2 separate regions of the Rattus norvegicus genome follow, and region 1 is linked to region 2. Evidence: chromatin contacts called from public Hi-C data. All regions are on one chromosome and are shown on one strand. The core of a region is the stretch at or near the end of the contact, and the rest is flanking DNA. Distances in the headings are between cores, read along the strand shown.

Evidence for each region. A called contact is a pair of places that touch in the nucleus more often than the background predicts.
Region 1: a contact with region 2 is called in a Hi-C map of liver, with 4 times the contacts expected there. The contact joins the promoter of Irf2bp1 here to the enhancer-like site in region 2. A contact is called at or near these places in 4 of 12 Hi-C or Micro-C datasets (the A7r5 cell line, kidney and liver).

The regions. Positions count from the first base shown.
Region 1 is chr1:87,778,083-87,782,895 of GRCr8, forward strand. Irf2bp1 (interferon regulatory factor 2 binding protein 1) reads left to right here and starts at 2,700. Exons shown (of 1, transcript NM_001107483.1): 1 at 2,700-4,813. The coding sequence starts at 3,073. It overlaps Mypop (Myb-related transcription factor, partner of profilin), which reads left to right. Exons shown (of 3, transcript NM_001395139.1): 3 at 1-520.
Region 2 is chr1:87,666,446-87,670,956 of GRCr8, forward strand. Ccdc61 (coiled-coil domain containing 61) reads right to left here. Exons shown (of 14, transcript NM_001106229.1): 6 at 2,180-2,390; 7 at 2,013-2,095; 8 at 1,406-1,566; 9 at 1,244-1,319; 10 at 649-803; 11 at 485-563; 12 at 252-312. Among named protein-coding and RNA genes, the nearest start is that of Pglyrp1, 8.8 kb to the left of the region's middle. Within about 2 kb of position 2,021, at least 58 of the 93 cell types and tissues checked have an H3K27ac peak or open chromatin away from gene starts, as enhancers often do. A contact at or near this core is called in kidney and liver, where this site is marked.

The DNA of each region.
Region 1 (4,813 bases), core at 1,450-3,949, 110 kb after region 2:
CCCAGCTGCACCCTGGCTTCCTGCTCAAGGGAAGTGAGCACCCCACTTCCTGTGCTAGTTAGTGCCTGATTCTCTGGGTGAGTCCCCGGGCGGACTCCCTCAGCCCCTTTCTCTGGTACAGTGGTGTCCGCCCGACTGCCTCCTGTAACCCCATCTTCTAAGCCATCAATTTTATGTTACTATATTGCCCTTTGTGGGGTGGGAGAGGGATCTCCTGGCTCTGCGACTTGCCCCTTTGCCGAATAGTTACTGTTCTTGACTTGAAGAGAAGCAACGTGTGGGGACCTCCCCACTGCCCCAGCCCAGACTTCTTCGGAAGGGTTGGAAGTTGCTAGACAAATCAGAATGTAGAAGGTGGAGGATTCTGAGGAGGAGGCAGCAGAATTCTGACTGGGGAGGTATAGGTTGGGTCCTCTGCCTCCCACGGCTGCAAGGTGTGTCTGACCTCTGGAGCTCAGCCCCTCCCCCCTTTCTCTTCAGTGCTGACAAGATGTCAATAAACTTATTTTCATACAATTAACTTGAGGCTCTGAGACGGGCCTTGGGAGGCCAGCGTTTAGGATTGCTCCACCCCTCCCCTGGTAGGCCACACCCTCCCGGAGGATATGCCTCCTGAACCTGAGGCAGGTGATTTTCCCCCTAAAAGCTTTAACTAACCCTGGTGTAGAAGTACACACTGAAGGTTGCAATCCCACCAGTTACTTCAGCAGCCTGTTACCCTGTATTTAAAAAAAAAAATCTCCAAAGAACGTTACAAACAGGATTGAATTGGAGTTTATCTAGGTCTGTTAGAAGTTCAATACAGCAACTTGGGTGGTTAACTCAGGCAAGGACAGATAGCCTGCCTGAGGGTCAGACCCTAGGAGTGTACGGAACAAGAAACAGGCTTAAACAGCCTTAAAGAGCTAAGGGATTGTGGCTCACATGTGCAGTTCCAGTACTAAGAAAGCTTGCTTCGAGTTCAAGGCTAACCTGTGCTTCAGAGACCTGTCTCTAGAAAAAGAAAACAATAAATAAATCCAGGCATGGTTAATGTACTTTTGAAATCTCAGCCTCCAGGAGGTTGAGGAAGGAGAAATCCTGAGCCAGCCTGGGCCACCTAGTAAGGCTCAGTTTCAAAATAAAAATACAGGCTACTAGCACATCTCAGTAGTAGAGCACTTAGCATAAAGCCCTGGATTCCATCCCAGCACCACGTATAAGCAAGAGAAAGTAAATAAACAGTAGTACACGAAACCAATGGTTGCGAACATAGTATCTCCCAGGAAACGACAAAAATAGGCAATTTGTTTAAGGGAGGAGTGTTAAAATAGTAATGCAGGTGGTAGGTAAAATTGTAACGCTGAAATAGAAAGCCTGGGCTGCTGTGACTACTCTGGGGTGGGGGTGAGAAAACCGCCAAGCCTCCACTATGTGGAAACCTGGAAGAATGCAAACTGACAAGACATTCAGAAAAAAAAAAAAATGTTTTGAGAGCACCAGTGGGGGCCCAGGCCGAATGAGGCGAAAGGGCTGATGTGAGCTAGGACCTGGAGACATACATCGCTTCTCCCTCCCCCACCCCCACACTACAAAAAAATACGAAGAGAAAATATGGGGTGCCCAGAGCCAGATTGGGCCCACCAGGCCATTAAGCACTTGGAGGTTTGGTGTTGCCCTTCCCAGCAATCAACTCTTGGCTCCTTCATTCCAAATCTACGAGTAATAAGAGCCCCCGACCCCAGCCCCCAATGGGGGGCGGGGAGCGAAATTCCCTGCTAGTAAGGGGGGGGGGGGCAAGGATTGGGAAGGCCTCCCCTAAGCTTCCAGGCAGAGGAAGTACGTCACTGCGTCCATCTCGCAGAGCATTTTGGGAATTGTAGTGAAATTGGGGATGTACTGAGAAGCCAGCTGTGTAACCCTTTAGAGACCAAAGTACGTGCGCACCTGGAGCAGAACTAGGAGGCTCAGTGAACATTCTTTAGCAGATGAGAAAACTAAGGCAGGCACCTGGCTCGGAAGCTTACAGTCTTCTCATCTTGTTGCCTGTGGGGAGCCCTTGAGGCTAGTTACCTAAGACACTGGGGAGTGGGTGGGAGGACAAACTGCTAAGTAGACGCCACTCTCAAAGAGAGTAGCCTGAACCATCCCCTTGAAACCGTCCAATCAGAACCTCTCCGCCCCATCCCAAAATGCTGCGGCCTTCCTAACCCGTTATTGGCCCTTCTCGAAGAGGCGGGATTCTAAGAGAGGGCAAGACTCTTTTCTAAACCTGCTCAGCAAATCAGAGTAGAAACTGCTTTCCGAGATCTGGGTATGGTCCCAGGCCTGTAAACCCACCGAGAAGGCTGAAGCAGGGAGATTGCAGCAAGAATGAGGCCAGCCTAGGCTACATAGGCTAGCCTTCTAGGCCAGCCTGAGCTAAGGAATAAATCCAAGTCTCAAGAAAAAATGGGGAAAATTGCATGCCCTGCAACTTAACCACCTCGAGCATTTATGAGACCATTACCCATTTCCTGGATCCTGTGTGCAAACCCCGGCTTTTTGTCGAGGCACAGTGAGAATTAAGCTCACAGAGACCAGCGCGCGCCCTCTTTTCCCGCCACTGCTTTCTGCCCAGTCCCCTTTAAGAAGCAGTCCCGACGGGACTACATTTCCCAGAAGGCTTTGCCCGCGCGTTATGTAACTTTCCCTGCGAAGCGGCCTCTGGGGCAGAAGAAGGAGGAGGAGGCGACGGCGGCCGTTGCAGCGGCGTCGGCGGCGGCGCGAGCGAAGCGGCGGGAGCCTGGGGCGGCGGCGCCCGAGGCCCATTCAGGAGCTGGAGCTGTGCATCTCGGCTCGCGGCGCGGACCGGACGGGGGCGCCGACGTGCGTGCTCGTGGCTTGCCTTCTCCACCGGAGGCGGGAGTGAGAAAAAAAAAAAAAAAGGCTGAGGGCCCAGGGGGCGGGGAAGGGGGGCCGGGCCTGAATCCGGCGGGGAGGCCGAGCCGGAGGCCCGACTGAGCGGCTCGCGCGCCGGTCCCGGGGCACGGCGGAGTGAACGTGGGCGGCGGGTGCACAGCGGGGGCACCTGGCGGCGCTCCGGGGGGCGCCATGGCGTCCGTGCAAGCGTCCCGCCGCCAGTGGTGCTACCTGTGCGACCTGCCCAAGATGCCGTGGGCCATGGTGTGGGACTTCAGCGAGGCCGTGTGCCGCGGGTGCGTGAATTTCGAGGGCGCGGACCGCATCGAGCTGCTCATCGACGCTGCCCGCCAGCTCAAGCGCAGCCACGTGCTCCCCGAGGGCCGCTCGCCGGGACCCCCGGCTCTCAAGCACCCGACCTCCAAGGACCTGGCCTCCACGGGCTCCCAGGGCTCCCAGTTGCCACCCCCGCAGGCCCAGGCGCAGCCATCGGGGACCGGAGGTAGCGTCTCAGGCCCGGACCGCTATGACAGGGCTACTTCATCCAGCCGCCTGGCGCTGCCTTCGCCGGCTTTGGAGTACACCCTGGGGTCCCGCTTGGCCAACGGGCTGGGCCGGGAGGAGGCTGTGGCGGAAGGGGCACGCAGGGCTTTGCTTGGCTCCATCCCCAGCCTGATGCCCCCCGGGCTGCTGGCAGCTGCAGTGTCTGGCCTCGGAGGCCGAGCTCTGACGCTGGCACCTGGCTTAAGCCCCGCTCGTCCACTTTTCGGCTCCGATTTCGAGAAGGAGAAGCAGCAGAGGAATGCGGACTGTTTGGCAGAACTGAACGAGGCCATGCGGGGCCGGGCGGAGGAGTGGCATGGGCGTCCCAAGGCTGTAAGGGAACAGCTACTGGCGCTGTCCGCCTGTGCCCCTTTCAATGTCCGATTCAAGAAGGACCATGGGCTGGTGGGACGGGTATTTGCCTTTGATGCCACTGCCCGCCCTCCTGGCTATGAGTTTGAGCTGAAGCTCTTCACCGAGTATCCCTGTGGTTCTGGCAATGTGTACGCGGGGGTCCTTGCAGTGGCTCGCCAGATGTTTCATGATGCTCTTCGAGAGCCAGGGAAGGCCCTGGCCTCATCGGGCTTCAAGTACCTCGAATATGAACGCCGCCACGGCTCAGGGGAATGGCGCCAGTTGGGAGAGCTACTTACCGATGGGGTCCGAAGCTTCCGAGAGCCTGCTCCTGCGGAGGCCCTGCCCCAGCAGTACCCAGAACCGGCCCCTGCTGCTCTGTGTGGCCCACCACCGAGAGCCCCATCCCGGAACCTGGCACCCACACCACGACGTCGCAAAGCATCCCCTGAGCCCGAGGGCGAGACAGCTGGGAAGATGACCACGGAGGAGCAGCAACAGCGGCACTGGGTGGCACCAGGCGGTCCATACTCTACAGAGACCCCTGGTGTGCCTTCACCTATTGCTGCCCTTAAGAATGTGGCGGAGGCTCTGGGCCACTCACCCAAGGACCCTGGTGGGGGTGGAGGCTCTGTCCGTGCAGGGGGTGCTAGCCCTGCAGCTTCCTCCACGACCCAGCCACCAACCCAGCATCGTCTAGTGGCACGCAATGGAGAGGCAGAAGTCAGTCCCACGGCCGGGGCTGAAGCTGTCAGCGGGGGTGGTAGCGGCACAGGGGCGACCCCTGGAGCCCCCTTGTGCTGTACCCTGTGCAGAGAAAGGCTGGAAGACACCCACTTCGTGCAGTGTCCCTCGGTACCTGGACACAAGTTCTGCTTTCCTTGCTCCCGAGAGTTCATCAAGGCACAGGGTCCAGCTGGAGAGGTGTACTGCCCCAGTGGAGACAAATGCCCACTGGTGGGTTCCTCTGTCCCCTGGGCCTTCATGCAGGGCGAGATCGCTACCATCCTTGCTGGTGACATCAAGGTCAAGAAAG
Region 2 (4,511 bases), core at 771-3,270:
AGAACCCAGGGCCTTTACCAGAAGGGTAGTCTACCGACTGAGCCACATCTTCAGTCCAAAACTTAAAGCAACATACTGTGGCCACTAAGATTTTGCCCACCAAGCCCAAACACCCTTCTTCAAGGGTCATTCTAGATTCCCCTCTACAACCTGGTATCCCCAGGCTAGAGAATCATAGAATATAGATGATGGCTTATCTTCTGTGGTTTAGTACTACCCCACCCACCTCCCAGCCTGGGAATGAGCCTCACCGTCTTGGACCCACTCCAGGGTATGGGGCTGGGTGGTTTCCCGCGTCCACGGCAACGACGACTAGAAAAAGAGGGCAATCGAAGACCACAGAGCATCTTTGGCACCTCCCTCCTGACCCACTTCGTGGTTTTAAGACCTCCAACCTCCGTCACCTAATTTCCCTGAAAAAGATTGCTTCCACTCTCCCCAGGCACCCTTTCCAAAGTGTCTTCCCCCAGAGTCCAATCATTACCTTTTGGAAACTGACTGGGAGAAATCCTCTAGCTCACTGCAGGAGCTGACTGACGAGCAGCGGCTGCGGAAACTGTCCACTAGGGGGAGACGAAGGGCGTGAGGCCCAGGAGTCACATGGCCCGCCCACCGCCCGCAGCCACACTGCCTCTCAGAGCTGGTTACCGGAGGAGCTGCGGTTCCGGGAGCGGTTAGCTGCATCCCCTCGGCCGGTCACAGCAGCAGGGGGCCGAGTCTGGTGAGACCATGAGACAGATGGACCGTCCCCGCTTCCTCCACTGCCCATTCGGTTCCGCTGCTGCTGCTGCTGCTGCTGCCGCCTAGAAAACCAGAGACTAGGAATGTACACCAACTACTGCGGGGATTGGAACCAGCCACAGCCAGAGTCGGTGGCCAGCTAGAGGTCACTTGGAGATGTTGATATGTGTGGGTGGGGAAAATGAGCAGTGCACCTGACGGGTTAGGAGAGCAAAACGAGCTCAGGAGAGGGCGGGACCACGAGAGGGGGCTGAATCGGGGTGCAGGGGTAACAGGGACAAGGGAAGAAAGAAGGACCAAGGGAGGAGATGGGAGCAGAGGAAAGCAGAGTTAGCCAAGAGGTTAGCTCGGTACGGAAAATGGAGGAGAGGAGACGGAGCAGGGAGAGAAGTGGGAGCCCAGAGAAGAGACAAGGCTTAGCTACAGGTTGGTGAGAGGTGGGAAGAGGAACTGAAGTAAGAACCGAGCACAGAACAGAGGTGGGAAATTGGCACTGACTTACTTCATCCTGATCTCTCTCTGCTTCTTCTCTTTGGCTTTCACGAAGGCTGTGGGGTCAAAACGGGGCACACGACTACCTAGACAATGTAGGGAAAAGGCTGGCTTGCATACCGGCCGGCACCTGTCTGCCTCCCCCACAGCAAGAGGTGGGGCGGTCACTGACCTGTAGGTGAGGGTGAGGGGTGTGCTGGCCGGCCGTGACTCCGGGCTCCGCGGTTGCTCTCCCGCGATGAGGAGCGAGTGGCCGTGCGACCACGAGACGTGGAGCGCTCCCGAGATGATAAAGCTCGGTCCTCCCTGGCTCCAGCCGGCAACGTGCGTCTCCTGGGAGCATTGAGTCCACTGTCCGCTTCCCATTCACTAGCCCACACCAACTCTGGTGCCACGCGCACCTCCTCTATACCCTGAGGCCCACATTCTATCTCCTCAAACATTACCCAGCTCACAGATACCTTTCTATACCCCACCTTGTCCAAGTTCTTTTCCAGGACCTGCCACTACTTCCCTACATCCAAACACCTTCACCGATCCTTCTTTCCGAGGTCCTCCTTCTCTCACAGCTCCCTGGAAGCCCTTTCTCCGCCAATCAAGGTCAGCAGTTAGCTCCTTGAATCTTACCTGAGATCACTAAGCGCTTAGGCTCCACTGTACTCCAGACACTACCTCCAGGCCCTACCTAATTCTCCACAGGCCCCGCCCACCCACCCCAAAGCCATCTTCTCACCCCACCCCTCCTTTAGCCCCACCTCCCCATGAGCCACGCCTCTCACCCCCTTCGGTACATAGCCAGCTCGCAATTCAGAGTCTTGAGCCTAGCACGCAGATTGCGCTCTGACGCCTTTACCTCCTCGAGCTGCGGAAGGAAAACAGGGACCGCTGAGGTCCATAGCAGGCCGAGGTCCACCGCAGCGCCCCCTCACCGCATCCGCTCCCTCACCTCCTTAGCTAGTCTGCGACAATCCTGGCTGCGGCGGCCAGCAGCCCGACCCCCAAGGCCACGCTCTTGCCGTAACTCCAGCTCTAGGCCCCTCACCAGCCCCCGCAGCGACTCGGCTTCCTGGCGAGCTGCCCGACCCGCCAGAGCCTCCTCTCGGGAGCGGCCCAGCTGCGCCTCCAGCTCCCGCTTCTCTGACGCCAAGCGGGTCACCCTGCGGAGGGCGGGGGGAGGGAGAGCGAGAGGGAAACTGAGTACTCTGTGAGCTCCACAGATGGCAGTTCCTAAGGTCCCCCAGGAAGGAGGAATACAGTCCCCTGGAAGGAGTCTGTCCCTGTCAACTCACTCCGAAGCAAGGAGGATACTAAAGCTACTTGACTTTCACCCACCCCCATACAAGCCCTAATGACATGGTGACCTGGCTAAAAGATGCCTGCAGCGAGCACAGCTCAACTGACCTTGTTTCCATTTCCAAACCTTTCCCAGACAAATCTTCTATTTGCCAGCCAAACCAAACTGATGAGGTCACTACCCTGCTCAAAGACCCTTACGAAAACGCCACATACCCAAGGCTTTCCTTCCCTGCTGCTTATAAACAGGGAAGCAAAGGTAAGCAAGTATCCATGGAGAACTAGTTGGATTTCCCTGTGCATCCACAGAGAAGTGCCTCCATGAAAAGGAGAGCGGATTTCTACTATTTGACACAGGGCAGATGTATGTACCAAGTCCTCTTTTGTAAAAGGAAATGGGAGAGGCTGAAAATGATCTGAGGTGGTTTGTACTTTTAAAAACATAAATGAAGGGGTTGGGGATTTAGCTCAGTGGTAGAGCGCTTACCTAGCAAGCGCAAGGCCCTGGGTTCGGTCCCCAGCTTAGAAAAAAAAAAAAAAAAAAAGAAAGAAAAGAAAAGAAAAAAAAGTTGTAAAAAACATAAATGAAAAACTTTCAAATAAAGAAGGGGCTGCCTATGGGGAGAGAAGAGGTACAGGTAGAGAAACAGGACTTCTCTGGATGTACCCCTCTCTCCAGCTTTTGACTCTGGAACTATGTGAAAATACTTTATGTAGGCTCTGGCTATACTGCCCAGGCTGATCTTGAATTTCTGAGTCCCAGCAATCCTCCTGCCTCAGGAACTATCACCAAAGTCGGGAGGTGGGGGGCAATCAACAGGCTCCAAGGCACAAATGTACACCAAAGGAAGAGTAACACTGCAGAATGTGACTGGAATACAGGGTTTTAGCAAGTGGGATACACAGATTCAAGGCAAAAGAGGCTGCAAAAACATCTAACCTGCAGTCAAAGTCTCACCAGTGAGTGCACTGGTATTGTTCAGGATAAAGAAAACAATTGTTACTGCGGCCCGAGAGCTGGCTCAACAGTTAACGGCTTTGGCTGCTCATCCAGAGGACCAGGGTTCGATTCCCAGCACCATCATGGAAGCTCTCAACCTCTTGTAACTCCAGTTCCAGAGGATCTGACACCTTCACAGATAGGCATGCAGGCAAGACACCATGCACATAAAATAAAAATAGTCATTTAAAAAATTGTTACTTTCCTTGGAAACTATGCTTTATCAGTATCAGAAAAAAAAAAAAAAAAAAACCTGGGTGTAAAATCAAGGAAAAAGGGGTTGGGGATTTAGCTCAGTGGTAGAGCACTTGCCTAGGAAGCGCAAGGCCCTGGGTTCAGTCCCCAGCTCCAAAAAAAAAGAACAAAAAAAAAAAAAAATCAAGGAAAAAGTAAGAACAGACAGTATATTCCTTTTCTAAAACTGTCCTTGCCTTCTGGCTCTTTCTACTAAAAAAATTCTAAATGCAACAATAGATCATGTTAACATTACCTCCTGATAAAATAATAAAACATACTGGAAAAATAGTGGTAGACCACCAGCCTAGTAACCCCCAGTGAGGGGCTGGGGGCGTGGCTCAGTGGTAGAGCCCCTGCCTAGAATCCCCCAGTGAGGGGCTGGGGGCGTGGCTCAGTGGTAGAGCCTCTGCCTAGATCCCCCAGTGAGGGGCTGGGGGCATGGTTCAGTGGTAGAGCCCCTGCCTAGAATCCCCCAGTGAGGGGCTGGGGGCGTGGCTCAGTGGTAGAGCCCCTGCCTAGAATCCCCCAGTGAGGGGCTGGGGGCGGGGCTCAGTGGTAGAGCCCCTGCCTAGAATCCCCCAGTGAGGGGCTGGGGGCGTGGCTCAGTGGTAGAGCCCCTGCCTAGAATCCCCCAGTGAGGGGCTGGGGGTGTGGCTCAGTGGTAGAGCCCCTGCCTAGAATCCCCCAGTGAGGGGCTGGGGGCGGGGCTCAGTGGTAGAGCCCCTGCCTAGAATCCCCCAGTGAGGGG